3 separate regions of the Zea mays genome follow, and all the other regions are linked to region 1. A link is a contact called in public Hi-C data. All regions are on one chromosome and are shown on one strand. The core of a region is the stretch at or near the end of the contact, and the rest is flanking DNA. Distances in the headings are between cores, read along the strand shown.

Evidence for each region. Hi-C and Micro-C count contacts between places; a contact is called where the count stands out from the background.
Region 2: a Hi-C map of ear shows a contact between it and region 1, with 2.4 times the contacts expected there. The contact joins the promoter of LOC100191868 here to the promoter of LOC100275578 in region 1. A contact is called at or near these places in 4 of 25 Hi-C or Micro-C datasets (ear, endosperm, leaf and 1 more).
Region 3: a contact with region 1 is called in a Hi-C map of ear, with 2.7 times the contacts expected there. The contact joins the promoter of LOC100216978 here to the promoter of LOC100275578 in region 1. A contact is called at or near these places in 3 of 25 Hi-C or Micro-C datasets (ear, endosperm and tassel).

The regions. Positions count from the first base shown.
Region 1 is chr4:206,717,312-206,721,097 of Zm-B73-REFERENCE-NAM-5.0, reverse strand. It overlaps LOC100275578, which reads right to left and starts at 1,926. Exons shown (of 11, transcript NM_001149629.3): 1 at 1,836-1,926; 2 at 1,230-1,425; 3 at 840-961; 4 at 458-566; 5 at 341-380. The coding sequence starts at 1,371.
Region 2 is chr4:207,022,389-207,026,541 of Zm-B73-REFERENCE-NAM-5.0, reverse strand. It overlaps LOC100191868, which reads left to right and starts at 1,897. Exons shown (of 9, transcript NM_001137292.1): 1 at 1,897-2,010; 2 at 3,504-3,662; 3 at 3,743-3,789. The coding sequence starts at 3,522.
Region 3 is chr4:206,279,253-206,283,495 of Zm-B73-REFERENCE-NAM-5.0, reverse strand. LOC100216978 reads right to left here and starts at 2,962. Exons shown (of 2, transcript NM_001143358.1): 1 at 2,407-2,962; 2 at 1,617-2,286. The coding sequence starts at 2,817. The coding sequence ends at 2,227. It overlaps LOC100282323, which reads left to right. Exons shown (of 7, transcript NM_001155235.1): 7 at 1-192.

The sequences.
Region 1 (3,786 bases), core at 677-3,176:
CAGTACACCTTAGGTCCTAACTAGACGTGGGTATGATGGTGTGGGACATGTGGCTACAGTGAGGGGGAAAAAGGTAAGCCTGTTAGTTCACCTCGTGCGTAGAAAGTATGCTATGTTAAAAAAAAGGAGTCTACTAAAAATGATAAATCTATGTGTCTGTCAGGAACTGCAGTATTTAAGTGTTCTGCTTCCTAAATGCCATAATTAACAAAGAAAGTGTTTTTAATGTAGAAGCGTTAATTCTGCAAGAAAAAGTTAAATATAATTTGAGAATGTCATGTGTAGTTTCGGAGAAAGTTTAATTTCTAACAAACTTGAGGAAAACGTTGTTTGTGCTCACCATTTTTTGTATAAAGTTGATTCCCATGACACACATGTACCTATGAAAAGAGGTGCGCCTTAGTGTGAGTATGTGAACCTGTAGTATTTGACTAGCTGATAGTTAAAAATTCCTTACAAACGTCAATAGGTCCATCTGCAAAGCCTTCAGCAAGTAAGGTATGAAATGGTGTCCCCTCTGGACCCTCACGGTACATCACTCTTAATTGGTCTGTATCTTGCTTCACCTGCCAACGAAAAGTAGCTAAGGATCACTGCAGCCATTCATAAGCACTAACTGAGAAACATAAAAGAGAAACTAATCGATCCCAAAAACTGGAGAGGAACAGGTTAGAGAACTTTGAAGCACCATATAATCTAATAATATATAGAAATCACAAACACAAGTGAAATGTTGCATTCTGGAAAATGGTGATAGCATCACAAACTAAAAAAAGAATAATTATTTCAGCGAGCTGATGTCACTATGAATGAGCTAACAAATTCAGTTTGATGCATACCTTCCACTCCTTCTGTGGCAGCCCATGGACCTTGGAAGATCGTCCGTCCCTCGAAGTATCTAGCATTTCAAGAAACTCAGAGACTTCTTTTGCCCGCGTTTCAGCAATGAGATCGATGTCACCTGAAAGAGGACACGCAAAAGCACTAGTCAAGAAACACTGAGCAGACAACCATTTTTACATGTAGGCCAGCAAATACGCTACCACAATCAAGGCCTTCAGGTAGCACTAGCGCCCCTACCTTCTCTAATCAGACCATAAAGGCTCAAACGGATCATTGAAAAGAAGAAACGGTACAATCATCAGTGCCATTAATATGCTCATACTCAGTCCAAGAAATAGATGAACCACGCGAGCTGAGCAGAGGAAGTAAAGAGAGCAAGCAAGCACCTTGATCGGAGCCGGGCAGGGACGACGCCAGGATCTGCTTCTTCACCAGCGCCCTGAGCGAGGCCTCCTCCGCGAGGTCGGGCATCGCCAGCGTCCGGTCCAGCCGATCCCGCAGCTCCAGGATCCGCTTCCTCTTCTCCATGGCCGGCGGCAGCCGCTACCAGGAACCTCCAGCTCCTCCGCCCCGCCCTCCCACCTAGCACGCCCCACGACACGACTCTGAAGATGAGGAACTTCTCCAAAGGACAAAGAGGTTAAAATCGCCAGATCGATCAAGCAGGTGAGGCGCAGAAACTAATGTCCCAGTCCCTCCCCCCTTTTTGCACTGTTCCCTGCCGAAGAAAAAGGATCGGAATTTCGGGGTCCCGGATAGGAAAACGCGAGCTTTTATGCCGATGCTCGTGCGTCTCCAGCTATGAAAGGCGGCCGCGGAGCCTCGAGAGTATTTTCCCGAAAGAATCTATCCTAACCCCATACAGTCGGGCTCACGCTGCGGCGGAAGCGAGAACAGGAGAGGAGAGAGCGGCGTCCAAGAAGGACGGGGATTTCGGCCGGCCGAAAGATCCGCGGTCAGTTGGGCGGGGGGCGGGAGCGGGAGTCGCTCACCGCAGGCGAGGACGTCGGGGATGCAACCGGAGACGAAAGACGGGGGAGGAGAGATCACAGAAGTAGCAGACGGCCGCGGAGGGAGGACTGGTAGACTGCTGAATTGCTGATGGTGCTCGGGGAGTCGGGGCTGGGGCCCGCGTGGCCAACAGGCTGATTCCAACAATGCCCCCTGTCATCTCCCATGCTTCTATTCATTTTTAAATACTTCACCTCTTTCATTTCTCTCTATGTCTCTCCCTCTTCAACTATTCTCTTTATTCAGTTTCAGCCCCTTTACCCATTAACTGAGCTATTTACCTTATATACATCATTTTCCAAAGTTTAAAAAAATTATATAATATTTATAGTACCGTAATAAATATTGTTATCAGCTAATTAAATATGAAAAAGATTAATTACGTACTTAATAGCAGTGATTAGTGAATTGGGGAGATTCTGAATAGAGGCGGAGGAGGGTGGACCCTTGGAGCCGGCCGGAGCCGGAGCCCAGGGCACTCTACAGTGAAGTGAATTGAATAGATACAATGGCTAGAGAGAGAGAGAGAGGAAAACAGGCAGAGCCATTGCTCTCGTGTTCTGTTCAAAGTGGCGACTGCCGGAAGCCCCTGTTTGGCCACCCAAACGACCGACGGGAACGGTGATGCTACTGACCAGTGACATGTTAAAGGCGGCCACCACTGTTAGACATAAATAGTCATACTGTTTTCTCGGCTGGACATAGTAGATTTTCAAATATAAATAATATGATAGGTCATCTGATGAGGTCAATCTTACATCCCAAATAAAAATTACGAAGGAATTTTGAAGGATTCAAATCATGTAGAAAAATTTAACTATCCTTTAGAACAAATGATTAAGTTTTTATAAATCATGTAAAACTTCTATGGAATGGACCATTGTAGTTAGATTTTGGAGGATTTTTAACATGAGGTCCAACCTATTGAAAATTTTTCTATGTAATGCAAGTGTCATTCAACTCTTGATTTGTATATTTTTTGTTTCTATCCCTGTGTTTTACCAATGCTGTAATCCAAAGAAGTCCGTAGTGTTTAAAGTATGAACGATGTGATAGATCTTCTGATGATGTCAATCTTACAGCCTAGGTAAGAACAGTACACAAAGTCAGATAACATATTACAATGTACAGTCAAATAACGTATTGATGTAGATAGGAACTGGTGGCCAAGGTTGGAAGATGGAACACGGGTGTCGTTTGGTTCACGAAATGTAACGTAAATAGTAATGGTATTGATTCACACTTGAATACCGGCGGTAACAAGTTTAAATAAGTCGGTATCCATTTTTAGTATGATATCGATTACGATTGGATTTAAACAAACATAATGTAACGTTATTGGTTTGGTTACTCATTACATTAACAATATGTGAACCAAACGGTACCACGGTCTTCTTGGAGTCCGGTCTGTATTGAGATGTAACCAATGTCTCTTTGTTTAGTATTTAATAATCAGCTGGCTCTTTGATGTACCACTAATATCCAGTTGTCCGCTCACACAACATACTCTGTTTTTTTTTTGGTAGAATATACAGAGGGGGCATTTGGTTTCACCGATAGTTCGATACGACCAGTAATGGGTAAGTTAAAACGTGGAGCCTGCGGTACAAATTTAGGGGGTGTTTGGGAACAAAGTTTTTCTGCAGTTTTGGAAGAATAATGCAGTATTCTCAAATACTGCAGTATTATATACATAATGGTGTTTGGCAAGCTGGGTAAAATCTCTGTTTTCAAAACTGAAGTATTGCAAATACTATAGTTGTTTTAAGGCATTCTAAACTTAGCTCTGGACCTCAGTTTTCAAAACTGCGGTATTATAAACTACAATATTGTCATAACTAAAGTATAGTATAGTATTTCAAAAACTGTGGTTTTCAAAAACTTTGTTCCCAAACAGGGCCTTAGAGTTTGATATTTTTTTAGTAACAAAAT
Region 2 (4,153 bases), core at 648-3,147, 310 kb before region 1:
AATTTTATCAAACAACTTTTCTATTGTTGCAAGGGGCGACAAAAATCTGATGGATTGTAGGAAGAGGCCTTTGCCCAAGTGTATTGTCTATGGCAAGCCCAAGCACCAGGGTATCACCCAACTCAAGTTCCAGAGGTACAAGAGGTGTGTCGCTGAGGAGAGAGCTATACGCAAGCTTGGTGGACTGAGGGTTCTTATGTCATGAAATAAAGTATGTCATGAACTTTTTGCAATTTGACTGTATTATCAGACTACGAATGGTTAGTGATAAAATGTTGCCTGCTGTTGTGGACTACATGATTGGTTAGTGATCAAAAAGGGGAGTTTGCATATCAATGTATTTTATCATATTAACCACTATTTATATAATGTTGTTCTCTGCCTCTCGCATGCGTGTGTTGTTGGCTCGCATGCGTGGGTTGTTGGCTGACCGGTCTAACATCGTAGCACACGTTCGTTGCCCCCCGACCCTCACGTCGCACTCCCTTGCACGCCACCGCCGCTGTCGTCGTCCCTAGATCCGTGCTCTTCTTCCCTGTCCAGCCGATAAACACTACCCTTTGCTCCCTTCTTTCAACAGTTCCCGTTGCAACGCACGGGCACTCACCTAGTTTGAATAAGATGAGTGGTTAAAGTTTTCGAAAAAAAATCAAAGGTTTCATGTATTTGTAAACGAAGGTAGTAGAATTTTCGAGATTGTTTGATGCCGGCCAAAAGTAGGTGAAAACAAAAATGCTGGGAAATCTGTTCTAGACAAAAGCGGCTTTCAGTTATGGATTTTGGATGGAAGCCAAAATTTTGATTGACTTGTGGCTTTTCAAGGAGTCAAAATAGATTGAGAAGTCGAACTCGCCCCCTGTCAGCCAAATTTCTGGGCAAAGATAAGGTCTTTTAAGGTGAATTTGTTGTATTTTCCTAAATTGCATCGTTATCGACTAATTATTATTGTACGACCTGACAAAGACGAACACCAGCGCGCTCACACACATGACAATCAGAACACAGCCTTTTAGATCAAACCCCCTTGGATTTTTATCCACAAATGAAGATATTTGGATCAGGATCGGCCTTAAAGGCTTAAACATCACAACGAAATGCCTGAATCGCCCCTAGTTCAAACCGGACACAGGCAACTGCCACAAGGGCAGAGAAGCCCAGCTCGCGTATGCCCCACCTGTCATGCACCCGCCCACATTAGATTTTCTGACATTATCCCTGACGGCGACGACGACGCTGGCCGGTCGCGACGACGACGTGCCGTTACCCTGCCTCCACCTCGAACCCCGCGCCCACGCGCTCCCCGCCAGGCCGCCACGCGCCACCCCCTCACGGCCTTCGCTGCTACCCGCCCCCGCTGCCCCACTGGCCCTACCGCAGCTCTCGACCCCACCACCAGGAACCAAACAAACTTCCCCCGCTCGCGTACGGCGTACCCCACGCGCCGCACCGGCCGACACGTGGGGTCGGAATCAGCCGCAAGGCGGGCCCTTCTCTCGGGTACGTGGACGGCGCGGTCAAAACGTATTTGGTTGGAGGCCGGCCCGCCCGCCTGCCGCACCGCCGTGTCCTATCAGGCTAGCGGTGCCCCCGCACCAACTACTCCCCCACCGAACCGAGCACGGCCACGGGGTATCGAGTCGTGACCCACTGGCGGGTGGGCCGAAATCATCGTCGGGCCCACGCGTCGGTGTGCGTGGAGCTGGTGAGCTCGTGAGGCAGCGCGCGGAGGAGTGCGGTGGTAGTGGACAGAGATAGGGGCGGCGGGGCCCACCCTGCTGGGTCGAGCGGGCGGTGGGGGCCGAGTGGGGACGAGGCACGCGTCTCGCTCGTCTCACCCTTTTTCGTCTCTCCTCTGCCTTTCCCCATCGTCTCTCCGTCTACACCTCATCATAATCACAGATTCACAGAGCGCTAGGGAGGAGAGAGGGCTAGGGTTTCGTGCTCCCTCACGCAACGAATCCGAGCCGGATCGGGGGGTGCGCGGAGTCACCGGCGGCCCGGCGTTGCCTGGTAAGGCCAGATCCCCCCTCTCTGACCGCGGCGTGGTCGGGTCCCACGGCAGCGGCCATTCGGAGGGCGGAGAGTTCGGATCGTTTCGATTGCAGTTGGGTTTGTTCCGGGAAGCGGGTCGTCTGGGGTTTGGTTCCCGGAGAATTCGGGTCCTTGTGGTAGGTGCCTGCTCGTCCTGGACGATTTGGGCGGTCGTCGTCGTCGTCGCAGTGAGCTGCTTGGGGGTTGTGTTTGATGCGGTCGGATTTTGGGGTTCTGGACGCGGGAATTCAGAACGAATTCGGATATTAGCTCCATACGGTAGCCTTATGTCTTACTCTTCTGTTTCGAGGAAGATAGTTTTACGGTCATCTCATTGGTTTGGCCCTTTTGCATACTTTAGATTGGGATTCGGGTGAGGACCTCTGTGGAATTGAGCTGATTATCTTGTGCCTTTCTTAAGAGATGTGATCATTGATGTGTTGGGGTTTTCGGTCCAATTTACCGAGCTCAGAGAATGTGCAGTACTCAGCCGGGTCAATTCTGGCTCACTGAGCCGCTGGTGATCCAAAATTGTTCCTCAGCATCGAGTGTAACTGGTTATTGTTACGTGATCGGGATGGTCTGTCACTTTGATTTGTGGTGAATGGGTTGTCATGTGTGGTTTCCGTGCTTCGGGCTGTCTCGCAGAGGAGTGTGTGGTGTATGGAATAGAGCCCTGATGCGTTCAGCATTTGGCAAAATTCGTAAATATGCATACCAATAAATCGTCGGTATTGCTACTATTTTATTGCCTGTTACACTTTAAGACTTGAGATGCATTTGCTCCATTTTGTGTAATGTCTAATGATGATTGCTGGTGATAGCAGGGGATATATCAGTACCAGTGATGATCAATAATCTTTTGTTTTCATCTAAAACTTTTGATTTCTGAGATTATTTTTCACGTGCCTGCTTGTTTTATAGAGTAGTCATGCTGTCACCTATCTTTTAATGTGTTTTATCTTTTTTGTCTTGGTTGATCTAGATAATTCTGTGTGATATTACCTTGGCCTTTTGTTTTTGTGCTACTTGAAAGATTAGATTGGTCTACTAAAAAGGTGTGCATTTTTGTGAGGTTACCAATCTTTTCCGGAGCATTGTTTGCATAAATATGTGAAGCTTTGTTGATGATGTTATTACGTGGAACATGTTGTGTTGGAATGGAAAATGAAAGATGAGACGTTCCTATCGAGCAAAGCAGATCTTGTTGTTTTCAATGGAAGTATTTTGTATTGATATTTTTCCTGGTATTGTGTTCCCCTTGTAGTGCAAATGTGCGATTAGTGTCTCATATGGAGCGTTTAATAAAAGTATATCCGATAACTTGAATATCTCAAAACTTCCTGATTTTAAATACCTATAAATAGCTGAACATATTTGTCTTTCCTCTCAACTCAGTGACTCAATATTAGGTTGTGGGGCAATTAAATTGCTGTGTCTGAGCTTCTTTTTTTTTGCCTGTTTTGTTTCAGGGCTGTGATACAGTTGCAATGGCATCTGTAACTGATGAGACAGCTAAGATTGAGGGTTTGACATCTGCTGCAGCCTTTGTGGAGGGTGGCATTCAGGACGCATGTGATGATGCATGCAGCATTTGCCTTGAGGCTTTCTGTGAGAGTGACCCTTCTGCAGTAAGTTGCCATTTTGTTAGTTGAGATATTTTGCATATAAAGGTTATTTCTGTAACCAATTATTGTTTTTGCCTTTCTAGTTGACTGGCTGCAAACATGAGTTCCATCTCCAATGCATTCTTGAATGGTATGTTTCTAGCTCTAATATATCCATCCTACATGTTACAATTTTTACAATTTTTTATATTATTCCCACCTTTCGCATGAACAGTACCTAGTTCCATCAGCAATTCATCTGGGTGCATGAGTTATGGTTATCACTAAGCACACATTTTAGAACATCGAATACCTTAGGTATTTGTGTTGTTTAGTTAACCATATCTGTCACCTTAGACTGTAACATCTGATTGTGACTGGAAAGGCTTCAGTATGGGTTTTGCACATGAAAATTTTGTCCCTGAATTGATGTTTGACTTCTCTATCGTGTGCAGCTTTCTGGACATGGGATGGTATATTATTGAACTGTACTGTCTTGGTACTGAGTACTGACA
Region 3 (4,243 bases), core at 1,713-4,212, 440 kb after region 1:
CTGATTTTTTGTGTGTGTGTCATTGCCAGGTACTATGTTCAAACTGATTGTCCATAGTCAGAAAAGCAACTGATTACACTGTTTGTTACTCTTTGAGTTGCATCATGTGTTTGAAATACATACATTACAGCTTAGGTCATGTGGGACATTACAATATAAAGCACTGCATGCAGAATTTGCAGGGGTCGGCTATGTTGGTAACCCAATAACAATGCATACCTGTAAGGTGCTATTGTTTTGTCCGCTACTAAATCATAGCACTCCAAATTACCTCAAAGTTGCATAAATGATCATTGCTTTGGTGCATGTCAATGCTTAAGCAATCATTTTCGACAGGCAAAGCCCGATGTTGCCGGTATTACATGGAGGGGGTTTATTGTATAGAGGGATTTGAGGACTGAGCATCTCCAACAATATCTTAAATCAGTGTTCTATATAGGACACTAAAAACAAAAAATAACTCTAACAGTGCCATTTGTCATACACCTAACACCTCAGATTAGCGACCTATCTTTATTTTCTATGTCATCATCAACTTTTTTATTTTATAATAATATAATTTGTTTTCTAAAATATATCCCCTCCGTCCCAAATTAAAATTCGTTTTAAATAATTAATAGATTCATATACAATACACGGTGTATGTGTTTAATATATATGTTTACATTTATCATCATCTAGTTAAATATAAACATAAAAGTTAATATATATGTTTACATTTATCATCATCTAGTTAAATATAAACATAAAAGTTAAGAACAAAAACGAATACTATTATAGAACGAAGGGAGTATGATTTAGTGCCTTAAATACCCTACTAGGTGAGTGCATGTGTGTTGCAACGGGAACATATAATATCATGATAACTTATATACAAAATGTGTGTTATACTGTTATGAGAAAAAAATCATAATCCAATTGTGATCCTGGCCATACATAAATTTTGTTATTTTAATTTAGTTGTTTCACCATTACATTGCAACCATCAGTATCATGTAGACTTCGATATATTCCACGATTTGCATGGTCTCGTTATTGTAGAGCATGTTCCACATCTGTCGGAATGACAGGCCACTCTTGCCGCCTTAATAAGTAGTAGAGAAATGATGTAGCATTGTAATTTTTAGGGCACTGGTATGGTCAATCGAGCAAAGTGCAGCAAGAATCCAAGATGCACAGTTGCACACCACGCATTGGATTGGATCCACCTGTACCGCGGCAGTGCTGCTGCTGCAAACAAAAATAATAGAGCTACTGGGCAGTCCAAATGGGTAACAGCAGCCAGCTGCACACGTTTCGTCTGGAGAGAAAAAACAAAAATACAACGGAACCAGGCCCATCGGATCCGTCTGTTGTAGTACTTGGCCACGCAGGGAGCTCTGCCAAATGGACTGGTGTACGGTGTACCTAGACCAGTGGAGCCGGCCCATTTCGCTTTTTGAAGAAACACACACACACGCAGCTCTGGCGCCCATCTGTTGGCGGTGGCGGCATTTAAGACCTTCTTCTGTTCGTTACGAACAGAGAGAAGAGAGTATGGGTCGTTTCCTTTTGCATGCTGACTGCTGAGTCTTGGTCGACGTCTTCTCTGAAGCATGTGGGAAATTAAACCTTCTGATAAAGATCAATATATATATTTATGTCAGTTCAGAATGATCAGGACGTGCGAAGGCTACCAGCAGTACGTGTACGTCAGTACGTGCGAAGGCTACCAACAGGATAGCTCTCTCTCTATATAAATATATAATATATTTGTTCTGCATGCTTATGGCAACATACTTGTCAGTACATGAGTACAAACATCTGAAGCGGCTGAAAACTAAGGCAGTGTTTTAGTTTCGGTAAACCCAGAGAGACAAGAGATGCTGCAACATCTACTGGGCCCTGTTGAATTTGACCGGTACTACTCTAATTCTTGGCTGGCACAACAACTGCTGCTGGGTCCTCTAATCTGCTCCGTGCTGCCTTATACAGCAATCGGTATGGCACACAGTACAGTGCGAGTGGTCTAAGCTAACGACGAACACGAAACATGGAAAATGTGAAGAGCACCCTGACTCTACCACTAACTACTAGTACTAGTACAACTTGCCCAGATCCCATACGCACGGCACGACATACTTACTATACGTATACAGCTTAACTAATCAGTAGTACTACTGAGCTTAATTAGCCGCCCGAATGCACCTTGTAAAACCTACGTACTACTACTACTGGCTTCAGGCTTCAGGCCACGCAGTTGAGGCCCAAGCAACCCATCCACAAGCTCCTCCTCGCCGCACGCTTCTGCAAAGAACACACAGCCCGAGACGACGAAGTTTTCAGAACACGCAAGCGTTTGTTTTGCAGTCGTTGGCTGCGGCATTGCACATATATGTCTGTCTGCCGTGCCACGTACGTACGTACCCGGCGTCTGGGAAGGCGGGAGACAGCGGCGGCGCCGTCGTTGTCGTCCGGCGGCGGCACGCGGTAAAGGTCCTCGTCGACGGGCCTGACAACCACCACCCTGCGGCCGGATCCCTTGGGCGCCGCCGCCCTCTTGCGCTCCGCAGCTACGGCGGCGGCGACGGCTCCTCCGCCGCCGCCCGCGGTCTCGGGCCGCCGCGCCTTCTTGGAAGCCGGCACCGGCGCCGGCCTGCGGCGGGGGGGCGGGGAGTACCTGAACCAGGCCTCGCTGCGGGCCTCCGGCTCCGGCGCGTACCACCAGCAGGGCTCGGCCGCGGCGGGCGCGGAGTCCGGGGAGGTTGACGAGGAGGAGGAGTAGTAGTAGTTCCACTCCCCGAACGCCGGCACGTGCCGCCGCCGCGCCTTCTCCATGGCCCTCAGAAAAGAAGAGGCCTGAGTAGTGAGTACAAGGAAGGACCTGTGTGCCGTGGAAGGCAAAGACGATGGAAAGAGGGCAGCAGATCGAGAAGGTAACTAACTAAAAGCAAGCTACGGCGCCGGTGGTGGGAGAAAGGCAGTGGCTGGCCGGATGCAAGTAGTAAAGAGTACGTAGTACTTATAGGTGCACGCTCGGCTTGGGTTTCGACCCGGCGACCCCCCATATGCATGCGGCCATGGCTTGGCATCGTCTGGATGGAAAAGGAGCTGTACGCGAGGCAGGCAGAGTGGCATGGCAGGCCGCAGGCCATAATAAATATTTCTTGGTCCACCCTCCTTCCTCTATGGCTCTACCGCTGCGCAGAATGGGGGGGGGGGGGGGGGGGGGGGGGGGGGGGGGGGGGGGGGGGGGGGGGAGTGAGTGAGAGAGCGAGTCGGCCGGCGCGCGCACGACGGGCACAGTGCGCGCATGCATGCGACGCACGAGCCGTGCACTGTGTACTGTACTTGGTGTACGCGCGGCATGGCGACGCCCGCCTGCGCTCGCATTCGTTGCGCAATAGGCTCCACCACCGATGTCCATTCGTTCCAAGGGCAGGCCAGGCCCACCCCCCCGCCGAAAAGCCTGCGGACGCTGCACTGAGCGGCAGGCATGCCGCTGCCGCCCCTCGCCCGGGTCTCCCGTCTCCGTCGTCCCGCAACGCGCTAGCTCCTGTGCTCTACAACACGTAGCCTGCAATCTCCGTTCTCCACGCCTTCTTTGGCGCCGGCGGCCTACGAGGGACCCAGGCGTCGGGCGTCGCGCGCTGCAGGACTCCGACCGGCGCGTACCAGCACTGGGGGCAGGGCGCCGTGGCGCGGCATGCCTCTCTGCTCTCGCAAGCTGCTGCCGCGTCTACAGGCTTTTCGGCGGTGGCCCAGCTGCCCTCGAGTCCTTGAAAGACTGCCTGACTGCACACTGGCTTGGCTCTCGAGCCTGCTGGTCGTATTATTTACGGTTTGCCCAGCATTGACACACAGCGGGTTCCATACTGCCTTCATTGGATTGGATTTGAGCAAATTCGGTTTTAATGTTTCGGACAATTACATCTATTTCCACCTACTTGTTGACGGAGAAAAAGCCCGACCAGCTTATTTTAATTGTGTCTATGGGGTATCATAAAACCATTTTGTTTCAAACAGGAAAAAACTCACTGCACGCATCGCCCCCCAAGCTACCAGTCGATAGGGAAACCATTGATGCCCAAATAATACGTTCGGCAGGCTCCTGCAGCGCCGGTGTCCCAATGTCCAGTCTCCAGTCCAGTCTTCGAGGGCAGCAGGGCCACCGCCGGAGAAAGCCTGCAGACGACGCGGCAATAGTAGCACACATGGGAGCACAGGGCATGCCATACTACGTACACTAGTGTTTTACACTGTA